3 separate regions of the Sus scrofa genome follow, and all the other regions are linked to region 3. A link is a contact called in public HiChIP or PLAC-seq data. All regions are on one chromosome and are shown on one strand. Each heading gives the region's core, a stretch centred on a gene start, on an enhancer-like site or on the middle of the called end of the contact. The rest is flanking DNA. Distances are from core to core; before and after follow the strand shown.

Region 1 (2,700 bases), core at 192-2,691, 830 kb after region 3:
GATAATGAGAGAAAAAAGAATGCATACATGTAAGTGTAACTGGGTCATCATGCTGTACAGTAGAAAAAAATTGTATTGAGAAATAACAATTAAAAAGAATTTTTTAAAAGTATCTAATTGTAAAAAGAACCCTAACCTGGGAACTTCCAGGTGCTCCGGGTGTGGCCCTAAAAAAGAATGTGACCAGAGCCTCTCCTGCAGGCTTTGGTGACCAGATGCCTCAGCCAGGCCCCTCAGTAAGCAGGCCAGTGACTCAGATGCCTCAGGTCCTCGGTGACCAGAGCCCACCCTCAGCCCCACCAGTGACAGGGACCCTCGCGGAGGTCCCCCAGACATCAGAGCTTAGCAGCGGGGGCCCCCCTCGCGTCTCTCCATTTCTCACTCAGCTCTCACCCGGCCCCTCCCTCAGACCCCTTGTTGGGGACAGAGTCCTCAACAGGCCGAGAAGAAAGAGCTTAGGGCATGACTAAAGCAGAAAGGCCACCAGAAAGTGAAAAAAGTTTCTTTTAAAGCATTCAGTATTTGAGGGAAAGCATCAATGTGCCCATCAGGGGTGCATGTGAACGGAGTTGGCCTTCTTGGCACTTATTTTACGGTTTAACTCTTTTTCCTTTGAATCACGAGAGACCAGCCATCACCTTCAGCATGTTTAGACCGCTGGCGTGCTTGATCAAGCCCCATTCCCGCAGGGGCACGGGGCCACCCCTCGGGCCCTGTGACCGAAGGGCCTGATTAAGGTCTAGTGAGCGTAACAAGAGCTCAGCGGGTCCCTTTGGATCCCCGTCTGCCTCCTGCTTCCCTCTGGTCCCTGGAGAAGCGGCCGGAGCCTCTTGCGTCCAGGGCTTCTGCCTCCTGGCTTGTCCTCTGGGCCCCTTGCCCAGACAGGGCCCAGCTGTGCCCCGTCTCGCGAGGAGGCGTGGGCCGCTGGGCTGATTGGCACCGTCCCAGGGATTGTCCCCCCAAAGGCCAGCTCTGACCACCCCCGCCCCAGCCCTGGGAACCATTAGTGAGACTCCTCTTTGAAATGTTGCTGCTGTGCATTAATCCACACGGACAGGGCGACAAACAAACCAATTTCCACTTGACCGTTGCCCTCCTCTGAGACCATAGCGCCGTGTCCCCAGTAAACTGCGGGAAATTGGGCCAAAGGCAGGACATGGTGATTCCGATTCTCAGCCCGTGCCCGGGGCTCCCAGCGCCACGGGTGTCTCCATTTGGGCCCAACAGGCTCCCTTGGCCTGGGCCGCTCTGCCTCCGGGGCCTTATCAGCATAACCACCTGCTCGTGGCCTCCAGCTGCCCCCAGGCCTGTTTTTCCCTTTCACAGTGAGAACTTGCAGCCTTTGAGGCTTTCTTTCAGAAAAACAAAACCAGGCCCTGCTTTTCAAAGCCGTCACGGGTCTGTCCCCCACTTCCTCTTTTCATTCTTCCCTTCATCTTTTTATTCATTCGCTCATGCCACACCTCTTTATGGAGCTCTGCGAAGTGTTGGGCCCTGAGCCGGATATGGAGGATGCAGCAGTGAATAAAACAGACTCTCTGGGAGTTCCCGTCGTGGCTCAGTGGTTAACGAATCTGACTAGGAACCTTGAGGTTGCGGGATCCCTGGCCTCGCTCAGTGGGTTAAGGATCCGGCGTTGCCGAGAGCTGTGGTGCAGGTTGCAGGCGCAGCTCGAATCCCGCGTTGCTGTGGCTCTGGCTTAGGCCGGCGGCTACACCTCTGATTCGACCCCTAACCTGGGAACCTCCATATGCCGCGGGAGCGGCCCAAGAAATGGCAAAAAGACAAAAATAAAAAAAATAATAAAACAGACTCTCTGACCTTGTGGAATTTACCTCCGAACAGCAGATACAGATGTTAGACAAACGATATGTTCACTTATTTCATAAAAATTGCCGCCCATACTGCAAAGGAGATGGGCCTTCCATGTATCTAGGCCTGTGCTGCATACTTTGGGTGAAATAATAGGAGAAAAGGCATCAGTATACTGTCAAAAACTCAGAACCTAAGTGGCGAGCCAACTTAGAATTCCAGCTGGAAACAAACAACAAAACAAAACAAAACGAAACAACCTCCTGAGGGGAGAGGAAGAGAAGAAAAGTGGGAAGAGAAAGTTGGAGAAATCTTTTTTTTTTTCTCTCTCAAGACCTCGGCATGTGGAAGGTCCCAGGCCAGGGATCAAATCTGGGTCACTTTGACTCAGCCTCTGTGGTGACAATGCTGAATCCTTAACCCACTGAGCCTCGTGAGAACGCCAAGAGAAATCTCTCATGCTAAATAAAGTTCTTGAGGAGTTCCCGCTATGGCTGAGTGGGTTAAGAACCCAACTAGTATCCACGAGGATGCGGGTTTGATACCCAGCCTCAGTCAGTGGGTTAAGGATCCAGCGCTGCCATGAGGTGTGGGGGTAGGTCATGGATGTGGCTCGGATCTGGCGTTGCTGTGGCTGTGGCGTAGGCCGGCAGCTGCAACTCCAAGTCAACCCCTAGCCTGGGAACTTCCATGTGCCGAAGGTGCTGCTTAAAAAGCAAAAAATAAAATAAAAATTAAAAAATAAGGATAAATAAAGTTCTTGAGAATATCTCAAAGATTCCTGATGACTGGAAAAGATGAAGCCTGGGTAAAGAGCCTAGGACACACAGCCAAGATGTCAGGACTCAGATGAAAGATTAGCACAAAAGGCCAGACAAGGAAGCACAC
Region 2 (2,700 bases), core at 7-2,506, 930 kb after region 3:
GCAGTTCCTTCTCACCAGACAGAGAGGCAAAATCAAAGGCAGTAACAAGACAAGGGAACAAAGTTCCAAGGAAAAAGCCCTCCACTTCACACAAAGAAGCTTTCCCGTAGCAGAAGGTGGTAAGTGCTCTGTCACTGGAGGCATGCAAGCCAAGAGAGGCAGGGCACCTGTCAGGCCTGCAGCTCTGATTCCAGTTCTGCAGCAAATCAGAGCCCTGCTTCAGGGGATGAATGGGCACTGATGAGCTGGACGGACAGGCGAGGAGAGACCTGTGCAAAAGACCTCTGCACCTGTTCCAACCTCCCAGATCTCATCTTGCTACCAGGGCCAGCCCTGGGTTTGCTTTCCACATCAGAGACCCCCACGCCAGGAGCGAGCCCAGAGCCGGCCTTCAGCGGACTGACCTCCCTGGGATGCAGCCTGCCCCTCCGACCTGCAACCATCTGTCCCTGCAGGTTTGCAGCCCATGAGCTGGAGCCAAGTCCAGAAGGGAGGAGGCCAGGACCAGGGAGGGGCCTGGGGTCCTCCAGGCGGGCCCAGGCTGCAGGGGAAACAGAAGGGTCCTTTCCTGCAAGAAACAGCCTCCGGAGGAGGCTTCCTGTCCAGGGGCCAGTGCGAGAGGAGAAAAGGGTGTCCCCTAGAGCCCCCGGGGGGCCGCTAGGTACCTGAGGAGGATGGAGGGGGTGGCAAGGGCTGGAAGAGTCTGCACCAGCGAGAAAGGAGCCCGCGGACGAGCTGGGCCACAAGACTCCAGAGTCCCACTCCGCAACCCCACCCGCGCCCCCACCCCCCGCCCATCCTCGACCGCAGCACTCGACCCCCTCCGCCAACATACACACGCTCCCAAACCCCGAGCTGCTCCAAGGATCCATCACCCATCCACCCGCGCCTCCCCCCCAAACATGGACCTCACGTGAGCAGCCACAGCCCGAAGAATCCCCCCACTGCTCTCACAGACAGGGACACGCCTCACGTGGACAGAGGCAGGCACAGCTCTGGGAAAGCATCTGTGCCCCCACCCACAGACACTCGGACAGACCCCGCCGCTCGCACCCGGACCGGGGCCGGGCAGATGGGGATACCAACGCCCCCCGGGGGGCCGCCCGTCGCACTCACCGCGGCCAGGCAGGATGGGAGGGCCGAGGCCCGGCTGCGGCCACTCCGAGGGGCCCGCGGCGCTGCCCCTGCTGCCAGCGCCCGTCCGCCCGGCCCTGCCCGCGGCGCCGCCCCACGTCCCGCGCCTCCGCCTGTCCCCGCGCCGGCGCCGCCGCCGGACCAGCCGCACAGGCCGGAGGGAGGGGCCGGGGCGGGGCTGCGGACCAGCCGGGGGAGGGGGCGGCGGGGACCCACGCCCCGCCCACGCCCCGCCCACCGCCGCGGAGGCCCCGCCCGCCCCGCTCCCCGACCCCGGCGGAGACTCCCGCAGATGTTGCCTCCGCGATCCGGCTGGGGAGCCCGTGAGGCGGCGCGCGGAGCCCGGATCCTCGATCCCCGCTCCCCGCTCCCCGCCAGCCGCTTCGTGCTCCCGACAGTTCCAGGGACGGGCGGCAGCGCAGGTCTCAGGGGCTCCGTCCAGAAAAGGCAGCTGGGCAGCGGGGGTTTCGGACGCTGGGAGCCGGTAAGGGCTGCCTCGGGGAGGGGCCCTTCCAGGCTTCCCCGGCGGGCTCCTGCGGACTATGCTGGCGTGGTCTCTGCTGGGCGGAGGACCCGGGCGTCTGTGCCTCGGCCCAGACCTCGGGGCGGCGGAAGGGCCCCAAGGTGGAAGGGCAGCACCCAGAGCTCTGGGAGAAGCGGCCGACGGGTACACAGGTGCGGGGCTCTGCCTCCAGAGCCTCCTCCTGAGGAAATTATGGTTCAGGCCCTCCAGCGACTGCCTCCCACCCTCCAAAGACCAGAGCAATTCTCAGAATCGTCGCACTGTGGAAAAGCAGCCCCGGTGGAAAATAATCAAAAAGTACAATAACAGTTAACAGCGCCTGAGTGCTTATTGTGTGCCAGACACATAACGAATCACTTTGCATATATTACCCTTCATACTCTTCATCTTAATAGGTGGCTTCTTTTATTAGCTGGGTTTTGCAACGGAAAGAACTGAGGGCCCGTGGCTCCCCAGACATTAACCCTGATCAGCCAGCTAGAAAGTGCTGGAACCAGGCCTTGAGCTCTGCCTGAGGGCCTGCCTCCAGTCAGGCCGGGCTTCAGCACCTTTCAGGCTGAAAAATCTCCAGCGGCCTTAAAGTGGAGGGGCTTGTGTATGGACCAGCCCCCTGACTAAGCCACCGCCAGAGGCCTGCAGCCTCCAGAGGGAGAGGAGGGTGCTGCCAGGTTCTGGAGCTACCTGGACCCCGACTAAATCGGTGCTGTCAGGAGCTTTCCTTGCCTCACACAAGGGTCAGGTTTGGGCTCAACAGCGGGATGGCAGTGGCTCTGGAAGCTGCCTTGACCTCTCACCCGCCTTAGTGCCGGGCCCAGCACGGGTGCTCTGGTGCTTGCGAATGAGCCTCAGACGGAGTTCATGTTTGCTGTAGAAGTGGGGGCCAGGGCTACACAACATGAGGGGACCCGAGACTTCTCCCGATAAGGCTTCACAGCCTGAAAAGGCCTGGCACGACCTACTACCTCTGTAGTCATCCCCTGGCCACTCCCCTTCACTTCCCATTCCAAGCTGAATTCCTTCCAGTTCCTACTCCGAGCCTTCAC
Region 3 (2,700 bases), core at 129-2,628:
GAAAAACCTGGCATTGTCTCCCGCGCTCGGATCTGGTAGTGGGTGTCGCCATCCTCCAGATAAAGGCTCAGCAAGGGAGTCTGACGAAGTGACTCTGCTCACTCTTGCAGCCTCGCTTCCGTTTGCCTAGAGCTCAAGGGTAACTACCCATGGAACTAGAGGCACTTCCTGGATGCACCCAGCTTGCCCTTCTCTCCAGGCCATTTCTGCCTCCCAGAGGAAGAGCTCAGCTGAGAGGGATGCACGAGGGGACATCGCGATACCCTGAGGAAAGCTCCCCCAGTGGCGATCCCCCCCCCCCACTTTGCACATATCCTATGCAGGAACGTGAGGTTCCGAAAATAGCAGAAAGACGGCAAAGTCAGAGCACGGTGGCAAAGCCCCCCGGAGTCACAGGAAAACGAGACGAAGGAAAATAGAGGGAAGATGTTCAAGTAAAATCAGTGATAAAAAAACAAAAACAAAACAAAACGTGGATGTCACAGTCCGCAGAACTGATGGACCAGACGAAGGTCCTGGGCACACCTAACGCAACGATTTGACAAATGTGTCCAGGGATTGACAATCTGAATGCTAGAAATGGCCGATACTGGACCAAGGAGAAGACCTAAATGGCCAAGTGGGAAGTGACTCCTTAAACGTGGTCCCAGCATAGGTCCACCTGTAAAGGATACCGACAATTTTACGAGAAAGCTGTTAAAATGTCAACAATTTTTTAAAGATTTCCTTCTTCCTCGGATGTGTCCCTGGCCCCCCACCATGAGTCAGATGATGGGGGAGGCGAAAAGCGATAAGGGCAACCTTTTAAAGCAGTTTCCGGAGGTGACACTTTTTCTCATGTAACACGTTCTCCGGGAGGTGGGACCAAGATTTCCTTGATGGATGCAGCCCAGAAAAATCAACCCAGGAAGTTATTCTCCTCATCAAAACAGAGGACACTTTTCACGGAGGCACGTGGAGACACAGAGTCACCCTGTGCCCAAGAAGGGCGGAGACTTGACAGGGACTCCTCTGGTCAAGGTTCCTGCCCATCAGGGGTGGTTTCGACGCCTGCTTTTAGGAGGCGGGTGGTGCTTTTCGGGAGCAAGTGGGACGCCGCCCAGGAAGCGATGGTTCACATTGGTAGACTGATCGAGGGCCTGTGCACAACCGTGAAAGTGGCAGGAGACGCTCAGGGCCTAGCTGGCCTGGGAAGCAGACGGGGTCAGGCAGAGCTTCTCAGCCTCTGCTCGCTCCCTTCTTCCTTGCAGGCTGCCTTGCGCCTTGGAGAACGATCCCGCCGCTGCCCACTAGGTGGCAGTAGCATCCCCGCAACTGGACTTGGGCTCAGGTGCCCAAGGTCCCTCCCCAGCCTGTGAACCCCGCGGGAGAGCCGGACTCCTCCAGGGGCCCCAAAGGGCGGCTGCCTGCCCGCTTGGCCCAGAGCGCCCTCCCCTTTCCGGCCGGGCCAAGATTTCACTTTCATTTCTCAGCCAGCTCCTGGGAGGAGCTGCTTCCTGCAGACGGAGCCCTGCTGGGTGCGTAAAGGCTGATTGCTTTTCTTCACCCCTTAACCCGGGAGGGTGGGGCTGCAGGTGGTGTGGGAGGTCGGAGGTCTCCGAGGGCACCGAGAGTGGGGCGACTGCAGAAGGAAAGTCCAAGACGTTGGTTGAGTTGAGGCTGTGGCCCAGGCTTGTTCCCAGGGGCAGCAGGGCCAGCTTGCAGGCTTCTTGCTCTCAGGGCAGACAGATGGCAACCCTGAGTCTAGAGAAGACGGGCTCCTGGAAAAGGCAGAGGTTTTGTTGGCTGGAGAAGCCCTTGTTTCTCTAGGCAGAGCTCAGAGCCGCTGCCTCCCTGTTCTGTAGTTTTGAGAGAAACTGGAACATCCCCCCCACCTGTCTGTCTCTCTGTCTGTCTCTCATAGAGAGACCAAGAGTCTCCTCTTCTGCCCACCTCCCCCTCCTCCTCGGAAGAGACCCTGGAGAAAGAGGTCCGTGTTTTCCAAAGGCAGGAAGCCCCAGCCCCTCTATGGAGCCTTGGGGACAAGTTCAGGGGCAGCGCTGACGGGATCCCCGCCCTCCCTCCGTCTGTGGTGTTCCCGACACACCCTCAGCTCTTGTCCTGCCTGAGGAGGGCAGGTTGGAGGACAGCTGCCTGCCTCCGGGGTCCCCGTTTGTCCCGTGTCCCCCTGGGGTCCCGTCTCAGGCATCTGCTTGCGTCTCTGAAGAGCCCTGCCCACTCGGACCTCAGGAGCCCGTGGACAGCTGCCTTGGAGCTTTTGGTCGTCATTCTTCCCCCTTGGCACCCCGTGGCCTTGACTGCCACCTCGGCTCCTCCCCTTGTGGGGTTGATGTGGTTCAGAGCTAATTCAGGAGAGTGGCTGAGCGCTAAGCGGGAGCCCGAAGACTCGGCGGCGTGGCTAAGACGTTTGCTCCATCCCCTGACACTGAGGAGGGAGGACTCCCCTTACACTCACACTGATTGGTACCCTACATACATTTTGACACACGGCCTTTCTGATCTGTGCTCCCACTTTTTAGAAGTCACAGGTACAGCCTTGCCGTGCGTCTGCGCCTCACTCCTAGGAAGGGCCCATTGCTGCCCCAATGTCATTGCCTCCTCAGGGTCAACAGCCAGACCTAATACACAGGATGAAAGGGTTTATCTGCTTATTTTTACAATGTAGTTCTTAGGCACTAAACAGATAATGAAGAGGCATTC

What was found. HiChIP or PLAC-seq counts read pairs in DNA pulled down with a chosen protein or histone mark.
Region 1: a contact with region 3 is called in an H3K27ac HiChIP or PLAC-seq map of alveolar macrophages. The contact joins the enhancer-like site here to the promoter of LOC100738479 in region 3. A contact is called at or near these places in 1 of 5 promoter capture datasets (liver), 12 of 47 Hi-C or Micro-C datasets (embryonic fibroblasts, epiblast stem cells, fetal heart ventricle and 7 more) and 1 of 2 datasets of contacts at active chromatin or transcription factors (alveolar macrophages).
Region 2: a contact with region 3 is called in an H3K27ac HiChIP or PLAC-seq map of alveolar macrophages. The contact joins the promoter of TRIM3 here to the promoter of LOC100738479 in region 3. A contact is called at or near these places in 1 of 5 promoter capture datasets (liver) and 1 of 2 datasets of contacts at active chromatin or transcription factors (alveolar macrophages).

What each region holds. Positions count from the first base shown.
Region 1 is chr9:3,359,727-3,362,426 of Sscrofa11.1, reverse strand. No RefSeq gene overlaps it. Among named protein-coding and RNA genes, the nearest start is that of CAVIN3, 17 kb to the left of the region's middle. Within about 2 kb of position 1,441, at least 18 of the 83 cell types and tissues checked have an H3K27ac peak or open chromatin away from gene starts, as enhancers often do. A contact at or near this core is called in alveolar macrophages, mesenteric adipose tissue, omental adipose tissue and 2 more, where this site is marked.
Region 2 is chr9:3,255,471-3,258,170 of Sscrofa11.1, reverse strand. TRIM3 (tripartite motif-containing protein 3) reads right to left here and starts at 1,256. Exons shown (of 13, transcript XM_021062339.1): 1 at 1,117-1,256.
Region 3 is chr9:4,187,206-4,189,905 of Sscrofa11.1, reverse strand. LOC100738479 (tripartite motif-containing protein 34) reads left to right here and starts at 1,378. Exons shown (of 8, transcript XM_005667079.3): 1 at 1,378-1,517.